Linked DNA regions of Danio rerio: region 2 is linked to region 1. A link is a contact called in public Hi-C data. All regions are on one chromosome and are shown on one strand. Each heading gives the region's core, a stretch centred on a gene start, on an enhancer-like site or on the middle of the called end of the contact. The rest is flanking DNA. Distances are from core to core; before and after follow the strand shown. Region 1 holds the start of LOC141378541. Region 2 overlaps sptlc2a (serine palmitoyltransferase, long chain base subunit 2a).

Region 1 (6,563 bases), core at 1,124-3,623:
TCATTTTCAAGGAGACATTAAACTCCAGATAAGTGGAAGAAAAAATACAGTTTGTATATAATATTATAGTCTTAAAAGGATATAGATGCAAAAACAATCATTTACCATTAGAGCAGAGTTCTGAGCTGAGAGTACTGAGCTGCTCTTTCCTTGCAGTGAAACAAAAAATCCTGCCGACAGCTCTGAAGAAAGAGGCAATCCTGCTCTTTTTCTTCTTCTTTTTCTGCTTCTTCACCTTCTCCCCATCTGTTATAAGAGAAAAGATTGCACATCTCATATATATCTATTATGAACATTCACCAAAATGCAAGACTAATAAAAGCTTAGTTTTACTAAGGGATTGGAGAGTAAAATTGTATCAGAAAAGTTGAAAATGTGAAATGACATTAATTTACAGGATTGTTTTATTAGGATGCACTTTAATGCAGAAATAGCCCAGTAATATTAATGTGAATATTCACCATTTAATATATTATTAGTAAATATAGTAATATTTAATTTTCACTAATTCAGCTGTTTCTGCTGTGTTAACCATGTACCACAGTGATTAGCCCACTGATGAAATAATAGCTGTGTCTCATTTCAGAGGCTGCATTCAAAGTGTGCTGTGTCATCGTGTTGTGAAGAAGACAGTCTCATTGCAAACAAATTCAAAGGCTCATTCAAAAGCATCCTCCAAATGCGTCCTTTGTTTCCCAGGTATTAAAGAACACAACCTGTGTTCACAATATTCATTGCGTGCTGATAATGGCAGGACATGTATAATAGAAATCTCCAGATTAAATGTATGAATTAGGTTTATTTTACTTGGATATCTAAACGCATGTTAAAAAAACAAATAGAGTAGGAAATGTCTTACTAAAAAGTGATTATATAGACGGTTTACATTTTTATGTGTACATGTGTGGATCAAAGGAAATCTATTTCTAGCTTTTGGAGACCTTGTTTTGCCCTCAGATCGCTTAAAATAAGTTTTAAAATCACTTTGATAAAAGTCATTAAAAATGTTATTATTGCTTATTAACGGTTGCCTGTTGTCGAGATTTGTCCTCTGTAGGCTAAATAGTGTCATTTCTAAACACTTGATTTGGCCAATATCATAAATAAGAACTAATAATGCCAGTAGTTATTATAAACAAATAATTATCACATTTGCATCCTGCTATAGCCTCTTCAGGAAAACAGCAATTCAACCAGCTGTCTATTATACTGTACAAACATTTACACATTTAAATATTTACCCTCTGCCAACATTATTTTTTAATAGTAAGTTATGTTGGGAAAACCCTAAATATTTATATCACAATGTAAATATGACTCACTACTAGTGCTGTTTATAGGTGTTTCAAGCTGCACTTTTTTCTGGCTCTGGGAGTTCTCGCAGGCTTCAGGGAAGGAGATCTTCTCAAGTTCTACTCTCACTCCGTCTTCCTCCATTTCAGCAACCGTTGTTGCAGGTTTGAGACCCAGTGTTGAAGATGTAGTATCTCTATCACACTGGTCGGCCATTAAATCAATTGGTAGAAGGTTTCGGGTTTTCACCTTGAACCACTCAGATGTTCGGGGTTTGCACTCGCTGGACAGCTGGAATACTGTGAGGATTTCGGTCTTGCACCGTGAATCACTCATTGAACAGAGATGTTTTATAGCTAAGACAGCGATAAAACACTGGAAAACAAAAGTATTCAAAAACACTGCAAAGCCAAAAGACACAACCCGTTCACTGTCACTTCAACAAACCAACAAGAGTTTCTTTAGGATGCCAGAATTCTTGTACACTTTGCAACATTCCATTCTTATAGAACATGTTCTATCATCACTATGGTAACGAGGCATACACTAAAATGTTTTCTTTTAAAGTCAAATGACTGGGGAAATGTGCAAATGACATGAAAACTAATAAAATTCACTAAATAAATTGATTCAAGGCACAAAAGCAATTGATTAATTAATTAGCAATTGATATAACTGTAGACAAAGAAGCACAACAAATGAAACATGAGGTTTTTTTTGTGAAACTCAAACTGCAAAACGGACATATATTGACTGAAATAATTTATAATAAATGAATTTAAAATATTTTTCTTTAATGTGATCAATCCAGCAAAACATACTGCAAATATGCATGCCATTCCCATAAGAAAAAAATACTATAGTCATTTGTGTTTTCCAACACTAAACCACAAAGTCACGTTTGGAGTGCAACAACAATGCTCAGAAAAACAAAAATAAAAGGTAAGGGATTATCTTTGAACAGATGATATATATTTTTATAAAAATCAAGATTTACAATAATATTATTATTATACTAATATAATAGAGTTTTGAATTAATATAATTCAGAATCAAGCTGTAAGGTGCAGAGCAAGTGTGTACAAAGTGTGTACATAATACAGACAACTTTTAGGCAATTCAAAACGTGAATCAAAACAGTTCAGCTTAATTTATAAAAGTATAGCCATTATCTTATATTATATTATATTATATTATATTATATTAATTATATTATATTATATTATATTATATTATACTATATTATATTATAATATATTATATTATAATATATTATAGGTGAATTTGATAAACTAAATTGGTCATGGTGTATGTGTGTAAATGAGTGTGTATGGATGTTTCCCAGTACTGGGTTGTAGCTGAAAGGCCGCTATCTAAAACATATGCTTAATAAGTTGGCGGTTCATTCAGCTGTGGCAACCCCAGATAAATAAAGAGACTAAGCCGGAAGGAAAATGAAAGAATGAATAATATAATATAATATAATATAATATAATATAATATAATATAATATAATATAATATAATATAATATAATATAATATAATATAATATAATATAATAATGCCCATTATGATGATAACATCAAATAGATGATAATAATAATAACAATAACAACTATTATTAGAGGTAAAGGTGTAGTAAGTGTCCAAAAACTATTGGAGACCACTAACAAAAACAACATGCACTGAATGTTCTGGAGTGATGATGTGTCCACAGTGATGAGCATTGACACATTAGAGTCAGAAACGCTCCAGCGCTTCCAGAAGGCCAGGATTCGGGTCTGAGGGCCACTTGATAAGACGAGAGGGAAACGTGACAGGAAATGGGATTTGTTCAGGTTCAGCGATCCACTTAAAGCTTGCTAGAGGAGAGCACTCACTAGTGTCCCATTAATTGAGCATAATTAGCAGGAAAAGCGAGTGACTGATGTGTGATATGAAATGGGTTCACGTTGAGGTGACACGCTTGTTCTTGTTTGAAATGTTTCGAAACGACCTTACAGGCCTACAGTAATTGTCAAACCTTTCAAGGTTTGCTGATTTCGCATAATATGTAAAAATCATCGTGTCTTCATCTGGAAAAATCTATTCCACACAGAAGGAAGCTCAGTTTTCAGTCATGAGGTTTTCCGCTTTAGTTGCTGACGCTTTGATCCACTGTGATTCATGAAGAAAATAAATAACATTTTAAGATTTAATGACAGGATTTTTTTAAATGCACGCTTTTAATTCTCTTGCAAAGAGGAGAGATGGTTGGCGGATTATTTTTAGTAATTCTATGAACATCAGTGGCAGATTCCTATGTATATACTGGCAACATTGTGGCACAGGTAGTGCTGTCGCCTCACTGCAAGAAGTTCGCTGGTTTGAGCCTTGGCTGGGTCAGTTGGCGTTTCTGTGTGGAGTTTGCATGTTCTCCCGCGTTCCCGTGGATTTCCTCCAGGTGCTCCGGTTTCCCCCACAGTCCAAAGACATGCAGTACAGGTGAATTGGGTAAGCTAAATTGTCCGTAGTGTATGGGTGTGAATGAGAGTGTATGGGTGTTTCCCAGAGATGGATTGCAACTTGAAGGGTTTATGGCATCATGGCAAAATAAATTTGTTGTTAAAACTATTATAATTTAAATGAGATGAAAAATCTTCTCTCCACTAAACAGCACTTGAAAATATTTTTTATATAATTAAAATTTTACAGGAGCACTAATAATTTTATCTTCAACTATATACACTGACCGGCCACTTTATTAGGTACACCTTACGAGTACCGGGTTGGACGCCCTTTTGCCTTCAGATTTGCCTTAATCCTTTGTGGCATAGATTCAACAAGGTACTGGAAATATTCCTCAGAGATTTTGGTCCATATTGACATGATAGCATGATGCAGTTGCTGCATATTTGACGGCTGCACATCCATGATGTGAATCTTCCGTTCCACCACATTCCAAATGGTGATCTATTGGAGTTCAGGTGACGGTGGAGGCCATTTGAGTACAGTGAAGTCATTGTTCAAGAAACCAGTCTGAGATGATTTGTGCTTTATGGCATGGAGCGTTATCTTGCTGCAAGTACCCATCAGAAGATAGGTACACTGTGGTCAGATTGAGATGGTCATGGTCAACAACAATACTCAGGTAGGCTGTCGCGTTGACATGATGCTCAATTGCTACTAAGGGGCCCAAAGTGTGCCAAGAAAATATCCCCCACACCATTACACCAGCAGCAGCAGCCTGAACCGTTGATAGAAGGCAGGATGGACCCATGCTTTCATGTTGTTTACACCAAATTCTGACCCTTCCATGCGAATGTGGCAGCAGAAATCGAGACTCATCAAACCAGGCAATTTTTTTCCAATCTTCTGTTGTTCAATTTTTGGTGAGCTTGTGCGAATTGCAGCCTCAATTTCCTTGTTCTTTTCTGACAGGACTGGCTGTTCTCTGTAAAGCCTAGAGATGGTTGTGTGTGAAAATCCCAGTAGATAAGCAGTTTCTGAAATACTCAGACCAGCTCGTCTGGCACCAACAACCATGCCACATTCAAAGTCACTTAACTCACCTTTCTTCCCCATTCTGATGCTTGGTTTGAACTGCAGCAGATCATCTTGATTGTGTCTACATGCCTAAATGCGTTGAGTTGCTGCTATGTAATTTGTTGACTAGAAATTTACGTCAACAAACAGTTGGACAGGTGTACCTAATAAAGTGGCCGGTGAGTGTGTGTGTGTGTGTGTGTATATATATATATATATATATATATATATATATATATATATATATATATATATATATATATATATATATATATATATATATACATACACACAGATTGGATTTACAATTTATGTTAAAACATCATCTTTATTTTATTCTGTAAACTACTGATGATATTTCCTCCAAATTTAAAATGTGTAGAGGAGAAGTCTATATTTGGTGGAATATTTTTCTGTCATAAACAATGCAAACATGTATTATTCTGAACAACTGTCATTTTTGAAGGCAAATAAAGTAAAACATGAGTAAAACCTGCTTTTAGATTTTTATAGAATAAAAACAAATATTAACTTTGCTTCAACCCACACTAAACAAATCTAATGAAACAGACCGTTGTGATCTCTTGATTATTTCCCAGTTTGAAGTATATGAACCAAATTAAAATGCTTTTTTTTAATAATTTATTCTTGCAATGATGTATTAATTAAAAATAAATAGACATTCAGAATAAAATAAGTTCAAGGTTTTTCTCTACCAATGTCACTTAAATGTGTCTTCTTCTTACCCCAAGGAACATTAACCATGTTCATTAGTTAAATTTTCAAAGATGAAACAATATAAACTTTTCATAATCAAAAATAAAAAAGGGAAAGGAAAATACCTACAATAAAATAAATATGAATATAAAAATGTGTGCCAGGAGAGGTAGAAATATAAAAATAATTTTGCAGTCATATAATGAATATCAAATAAATACGTGATAAATTCACAATAAAGGATGTTTACTGCCGTTAGTTAAAACCTTTCAAGCAAATCTTTCTCGGTAATAATTATTGCAGTGCAACACTGACATCTATTGGCAGCAGATGATAACAGTAGCTACTCAAATTTATTTTCACAATCAATTTACTTTTTCAGCCAGTAGGTGTCACTATAACTACACAATTAATTACTTTGAAATTAAAAATAAAAGGCTCGTGTGAATTTATGTTAGCAAAACAGAACCTTATATTTTATTGCACACCTTTTTGTGTAATCTTATAATTATATAGGGAATGATATAGTGTATGTACATATATAGCCTATGCTTTTTATGCCCTATTTGTGTTGTACTTTTGAAGTGTAGCATAATTTATCAGTAGATAGCTAATGGTCATAGTGCAATACACTTGAATAAAGGATTCTACTTGCAGTACGTCTACAGGGGAAGACGTTTAGAGAAATCTATTAAACGATGTTCGTCACTTCACTGTTGGTCTGTTTGACAGGGAGACCTTCATTGCTTTCTAAATGATGTGTTTCTGGAGGCAGAGAGCTAAATTACTTTTCAGATGCCAATTTTGGAAGAGAAGCTGGCAGCGATAGTCTGGCACTACCTACGTGATTGAATGCTCAGCATATCAATGACCTTGTTTAAAGCAGAGCTGGAATTCAGCTCACAAAGACATCCTTATTGCAATGAGAACAATGTCATCGACCCACATTTGGATTGAACAACTTATTAAGTCCTGTTAGGATGGGAATTTTTTAAAGACATGTACTACATGACTACCCAAACGATGC
Region 2 (6,844 bases), core at 2,460-4,959, 94 kb before region 1:
ACTTACCCTAATTACAGGTTACGGATTAACCGATGACATTTATTGTAGATTAACTGATATTGGAGCATCTAAGAGTGAGAACAAAGGTGGAGCCGAACAATCCGAGTGTTTGTCTGAGTTTGTTGGGGGTTTTGATGCACAAAGAAAACCAATCAAGCAAAGGTCAACTAGGAGACATCCTGTGTTTCCTCAAGGGAGCAAAAACCTTTTCTGTCCTTCTTTCTTTGGCCCTTTCATTCCCAGTTTTCATGCAGCCACTCTTGTTCTGCTGTTTTACCCATAAGTCAGCGATGGTCATGTTAGCCTACAGTACGGTATTGATCTAACAAATGACTTCGGTGTGTAACAAATTGCCTCCAGCTCTCATTTACTGCCAGGCTCACAATTTATATGCTTTAATAACTTGTGATTAATTTTGGTTGTGTTGAAACAAAGATCTCAATCGCTTTTTTCTAGCTTATGCAATATTAAATTGTTACAATAATTCCTAAAGGCAATTTAACACGTACTTAAATCATGTGCCAAGTTAGTTTTCTTAGGATGTGCACACACTGAGCTTTTTTCATCCAAGTTGGTTTTGGACGTCATACTTTTTATGTTTTAATGTTTTTAGGTCGGTTTAGTTAGTGTGGTAAAAACTTTCAAAACAAATACAAAAAATAGTAAATTCTTCCATGTAGCCCTTTTAAAAGGATATTCACCCAAAATTAAAATTATATAATAATTTGCTCAACCTAATCTTGTTTCAAACCCGATTGAGTTTATTTCTTCTGCTCAACACCAGAGAACATATTTTGAAGAATGTTAGAATTCAGTAGCCATTGACTTCCATAATATTTTTTGTTCATGTTATAAATGTCAAAGAATTGCTGGTTCCCAACTTTCTTCAAAATATCTTCTACGTGTTCAACAGACAAAAAAATTCAAAGGTTGGGATACTTGTAAATTGGGTCAACAATCACTTTCAAACATCTAATATGCCTTTTAAAACATATGAGCTTATTCAAAGGGTTAGTTCATCCACAAATTAAAATTGTCATTATTTATTCAAACTTTACTTGTTCCAACAGGGTATCTTAAAGTCTTAACCCTCTACCGCATGGTGTTATGGCAACATGAAATGCATGTTATTTCCTTGCCACTGTTTCTTTAGGACAAACGTTCTATTTTTTTGTTGGAAAGAGAAGACCATAGTTTAGCCAATGATGTGCTTTGGTTAAGTCAGATGATGTGCAGTTTATTTCTGTGGCACGATTTCTGACAGACTGGTGTTTATTGTGAGTAGTTGCTGAAAGCAAATAAAAAAAAAAGAATCAACTCATGTCAGATCCACAAAATAGTCACCATAAATATTCACCGAGACATCACCTTCAGTAAGTTATAATGACATATTCACAACTCGAAAAAGATTTTATCAAATTAGTTGTTTGTAAATCGATCAAATGTATGTGTTGCCAAATGGCAACACTGCAGTAGTGGAATGTGCAATATTGCAATGAGTTAGCTAGCTAGCAAGGTCAGCTGTGATCTTTTAACTTGTAACAATAACAACATGGATGCTAGTAATATAATTTTGAGTCATATGTTAATGGCATTTGAATTATGGATCAAATTAACTTTTTAATACATACAGAGAACAGTGTATTACAGAGGACCATCATGTTCTATGCTAAGTGAAGGAAGAAAAGGTGATAAAAGGGATGAATGTGAAGATGAGATGGGTTTTAGTGACAATGAGAATTATGCAGATTGGACTTTTGATAAGAGCAAGGATGGTCACATTTCAGGAAAGTTAGCTCAGGGGCAGATTAGACAGGCGTAGTATAGTGTATATAGTATAATATATAAACATTGTTAGCTAGTAGCTACATTATTCTGATGCATTTGGATATACTAGACTTGTTATTTATTTGTTATAATATTTAATAAAGGTAATACTATATGTTGTATACATGATCATACAATATTATGTTTGTTTTCAATAATATTCAGCAAAAAAAGAATGGGATAAATGAAAGCTGTTGGAATAACAGTTGTTGGAAAGTATGTATAAGGTGTCAAGTTCTGTGTTAAAGCTTATAATACTGCAACACCAGTTAGATTAAATTAAATCATTTCAAACAAAACAAACAAACAAAAAAAATAAGTAAAGTTCTAAATTTAAAATGTCTAAGTTAGATCTACTGTTGAATCTTGTCACATGGCAACATATCATATAATACCTTAAAAAAGAGAATTCCCCCAGTTTTTTTTTCAACACTTCAAGTCAAGCCATTCTAAGAAAAGAAAAAGTCCATTATTTTATATAGATCTATCATAATGTGTGCAATAGAGGGTTCAAATCAATGAAATGTTGTACTGTAGATCTTAAATCATTTTAAACAGGTCTTAATTTTCCTACAACCATACAAAGTTACTCAGTCGAGCCAACACCTATCAAACTACCAGCAATCCATTTATTTATTACTCTATTTACCAATGTGGTTTGATTATCATCCTTGCAACAAGTTTGTTTTAACATTCTATGTGTATTTCTAGAGCAGGCACTGGCCTGGACAGACTGTTTAGATAATAATAGTTTTTAAAGAGTTTTTTTTTTTTTTTTGTAAGGAAAGTTATGTTAAAATAACATGCATGCACACATTTAGGGTTTACTTGTTTTGATGCTTTTTAAAAAAAATATGTAGCTAAGAAATGACTAATTCATTTTTTGTTTGTTTTCATGAAGCAAAAATCTTTTGCTGGCCATAAGAAAAGAAAGTCCTGTACAAGTCTGAAATTTCGTTCATAATGATCATTAAAACGTTTAAATTTGACTTTGTAAAACCTGCTGAAATATTACTTGTTCAAACATTGATCTGGTTCTTCTATTAAACACAAAAAGAAGATATTTTGAAGAATGTTGGAAACCTAATTGTTTTTCCTTGTATGGAAGACAATGACTACAGGTTTTCAGCATTCTTCAAATGATCTTCTTTTGTGTTCGACAAAAGAAAGAAACTCAAAGATTTAAAACTACCTGAAAGAGAGTAAATAGTGAGTACATTTTTATTTTAGATTGAATTTATTTTGGATGAATCTCTTTAGGAAGCAACACCGCATACAAAACAGACAGAGAATGTGGAAAAAGAATTTGTATAATTTTTAAAATCTAATTAAATTTGATCTAAATGCAACTTCACTCCTGTTTAATTAATTGAAAACTAAGACGAAAAAGAATCTGTCAGTGGAATTTTTCTATATCTTATTGTTTCTCAAGTCATTTTATCTTATGCAACCGTTTATATATTTTTTCTGGAAAACAAGCCTGTTAAAAACTCAAAGTCAGTGAGGTTTACCCCGATCTGGCGTACAATTTCAATTCATTTATTGTTTCTGATGCAGATGCTTTCACAGTCTAGTGGTTTCACAGTCCGACGTGTCCCTGGCCTGAGGGGAAATAAAGTTCTCTTTCAATCAGATCTGGCTTTCAAGTCATCCAAAACTTCTGGCGTCCCCATACAAACAAGCAGATAAGAAATATTCCTGGCCTCGTTGATTCTCAAGAGGACGCGAGCTGAAGATATGAGGGAATGCGAAGGATTTTGCCTTGTAAATCACAGTTTTAGGCAAGTTGGCATTGTTATCTGCTGTGTGTGTATGTGGTGGTGATGGGCATTCCTGATCTCATTGTTTAGCCTGACCTCTTCTCTGTACACACAGGCGGACTTGACAAACACAGGACATTCGTCTCTGTCTCCAAGTGTTGACTTGCTCTGTGAGAGAGGGCAGGTACACATGTTTTAGGTGTAAGAATGTGTTTACCCACAGCCCCCTTTAGAGCTTGCTAATGGATTGTTATTCCAGATGGTATGATGAGCTTCTGTTTCTTTTGACGCTTCTATTGTCGTGCAAGTGTTTTAGACTAACAGACCTGGCATTCATTGACAACTAGAGCTGCAGTCTGGTAATGAAAAGAATAAATAATTAATTTCTTTATTGATTTTTAAACTCTGTGTGTCTTATGCAAATAGAAAGTCTGTCAATGTTGTCGCTTAAAAGTTTTGTGGTTTCAAAAAAGGCATCTTCGAAAAACAGAGTTAAGGATCAGAATTGGAATTAAGTAAATTTGTATTGTTTGGGAGAAAGATTTCAATGACATTATTAAGTGTTAAGATGAGCTTTGGTTTGATTAGACGATGGAGACACATTCCCATTTACACCGGTGCCTCATGTATCAACGCTGCATACGCACAGAAACTTTGAGTACGCCAGATTTCACGCTCCCGTTTGGATTTACTAACGATGAAATTAACGTGAGAATGTGCGTTGGTCCACACCAACTTCATGTCTGGTGTATGTGTATTTGTTGTGCTTGTTTTTTTTCCATTGACTCAGTAAAGTGTTGCCCACAATTAAGGCAACTCTCTTTTCAAAGGATGTTAGTTAAGCATCCCCTGTTCCCCTGCATGTTCTGTACACACTTTGACGGTGCGCCGCTGTTCTCCTCTTAACCTACACCTTTACATCGGACCATTTCTTTTTTTTAATTCGTTCACAGTGCAATGTTCAGACCCCACTGCATTAATCGCTTCAGCTAAACTCTCCCACTCTATTTTTTCTTTTGTTATTAATTCCAGAAGACAAATTTGCCAAAAAAAAAAAAAAACAGTTTCTCTCCGGTCTACCTCCGATATGAGCACTGCCAATCCGCATTCTGTGAAGTTTCTCTTATGGCTTGTTTTTGCCATTACTTTTTCGTTTGGTTTTGCCAAAGTGGAGTCATTACCATTTTCATATGGGGAGGAGGCTGGGAGGGGTTTTGCACTCGTGCATATGCACTCAGTTTTAAGTTAATTCAGATGTACAAAGAGAATATGCGTGGGATTCCACGTACGCAGTGTTTCATACATCTGAATTTTTTACTGCGTACGCACATTTACAGATTTGTCTGTATGCAATGTTTTAGTATGAATTCAACACAATTTTGTACATGAGGCCCCTGGTGTTTTAGGGTTTGCTTTCCATTATATTTCTTCAAGCATAGCGTTTAATGCATATATGGGATTTTTCAGATTTATTTATTTTTTCATTCAATATTACAATATACACTACCAGATAAACGTCTTGTCTCATTTCAACAAACACCTCTAGATTACCCTTATTTTAATAAAATAAAATATGATCATGCCTTTATTTTAACTAATTAGGACTGTAAGGTCTGTCTTTGCTTAGAAAAAGTCTTATCACTTAACAGAAATAATGTACAGTATAGAAAATAAAGTCATGTTGCAGTGGAAAAACAATCAGTATTGTTTGTGACCCCCATGAGCTTCTGTCCAGGTGTAAACATGGCCTCTGTTAATTTCATATTTACAAATGAGTGGGGTATTTTTCATGGCAATAACTTGTAGTGTAGGTATCTGTGCAATAATATATTGTAAAAATTTAAACAAGTATTTATTTTACAATTATTTTTATCATTTAAGTCAACTGAAACCAGCACTTAACACAATTAATGTTGTTTTTAACTTTTTTTTTTTTTTACGAGAAAAGCATTTATTCTTAAATACATGGAAAAAAACTGTACAAATACTGTATGAAAACAGATGTTGTAAAATATGACTATAGTTTATTAATATATTTATAAAATAAATAAATAAAATAAATAATATTTATTAGTTGATTTAAAATAACTGTTTTATATTTTGATGTAATTTATAAATTTTAATTGTATAAATTGGCATATAAACACTTAACTGCAGAATCACTATACTGACCAATGTAAACATGTACTCAGACATAAATGGCTGCCTCCTCTTTGCCTACTGATGTAATTGTTTAATATTTAGGGGCATGTAGTTAAAGTGAATTAGTCAGAATGATTTAAAGGAATAGTTAACCCAGAACTGAAAATATACTCGCTATTTACTCACCCTCAAATGGTTCGGTTAAGAAAACAGATAACCATTGACATCCATAGAAAAAGCTAATTCTATGGAAGTCAATGGTTACGAGTTTCTACAAAATATTTTCAACAGATGAAAGGAAGTCAAACGGGTTTGGAACAAGTGAAGGTAAATAAATGACATTCCTTTAAATGTTCCTGCATGAAATCGCAAGTTTGGTTTGAAAGTAAATGTTTGTTAAAGGCACAATGTTTCTTACCAGTCCTCATTATAACACAATCCTAGAGTGTAGTTTTGTCACTGTTAAAGCAGAAACAAAACCTCTGTTGCCTCCTTTCACATTTATATGCAATTTATTTTGACACATTAGGTGAAAAGATTAGAAAAAAGCCACAACATACATCCGTACCTAAACTCTGCCTTCAAAGAAGTCAGGAAAGTGGATCCACAAGAGGTGGATTATTACATCAGGAGTAGATAGGAATGTGTTTCACTCATCTACTTGTGATCCAGTCGACAAAAATGCATCTTAATACCAGATGTCCTTACGTTTTATAGCAAAAATGATCAGAGGATTGGATGTGTACGACTGTGAAATGAATCAACCTGTAAACGGGGTGTAAAATCCCCATTCACTTTTCCGCTGACTCAAGCATTCACATCCGGATCAGGGACAGCTGCGAGGCCGCGAGCGCCACCATAGAACCATGAATGATTGGGGCTGGAAGGAGCCGCTGTTCTCCAGAGAGGGCCTCGTAAGGGGCGAGGAGCCTTTCGGCATGTCAGCCACACTGGTGCTTTTACTTATCTCCTCCCTTCAGATGAAAAGGAAGTGAGGAGGAACTGGCTTTGCAAAAAAGGGAAACGGTCCCCACATCTGGAAGCTCTTTTGGTCCCTTTTGCTGCCTCTCTCGCTCCAGATCCTCCAGCTCCGGGTCTGGAAGAAGTTAGCGGGG

Evidence for each region. A called contact is a pair of places that touch in the nucleus more often than the background predicts.
Region 2: a contact with region 1 is called in a Hi-C map of hematopoietic stem cells, with 2.6 times the contacts expected there. The contact joins the enhancer-like site here to the promoter of LOC141378541 in region 1. A contact is called at or near these places in 6 of 18 Hi-C or Micro-C datasets (caudal fin, embryo, hematopoietic stem cells and 1 more) and 1 of 4 datasets of contacts at active chromatin or transcription factors (caudal fin).

Annotation. Positions count from the first base shown.
Region 1 is chr17:19,199,588-19,206,150 of GRCz12tu, forward strand. LOC141378541 reads right to left here and starts at 2,374. Exons shown (of 3, transcript XM_073928371.1): 1 at 1,323-2,374; 2 at 106-246. The coding sequence starts at 1,629. It also overlaps a transcript of ccdc85ca not described here.
Region 2 is chr17:19,104,607-19,111,450 of GRCz12tu, forward strand. The region is part of intron 9 of sptlc2a (serine palmitoyltransferase, long chain base subunit 2a); the gene reads left to right. Among named protein-coding and RNA genes, the nearest start is that of ism2a, 23 kb to the right of the region's middle. Within about 2 kb of position 3,710, at least 10 of the 62 cell types and tissues checked have an H3K27ac peak or open chromatin away from gene starts, as enhancers often do.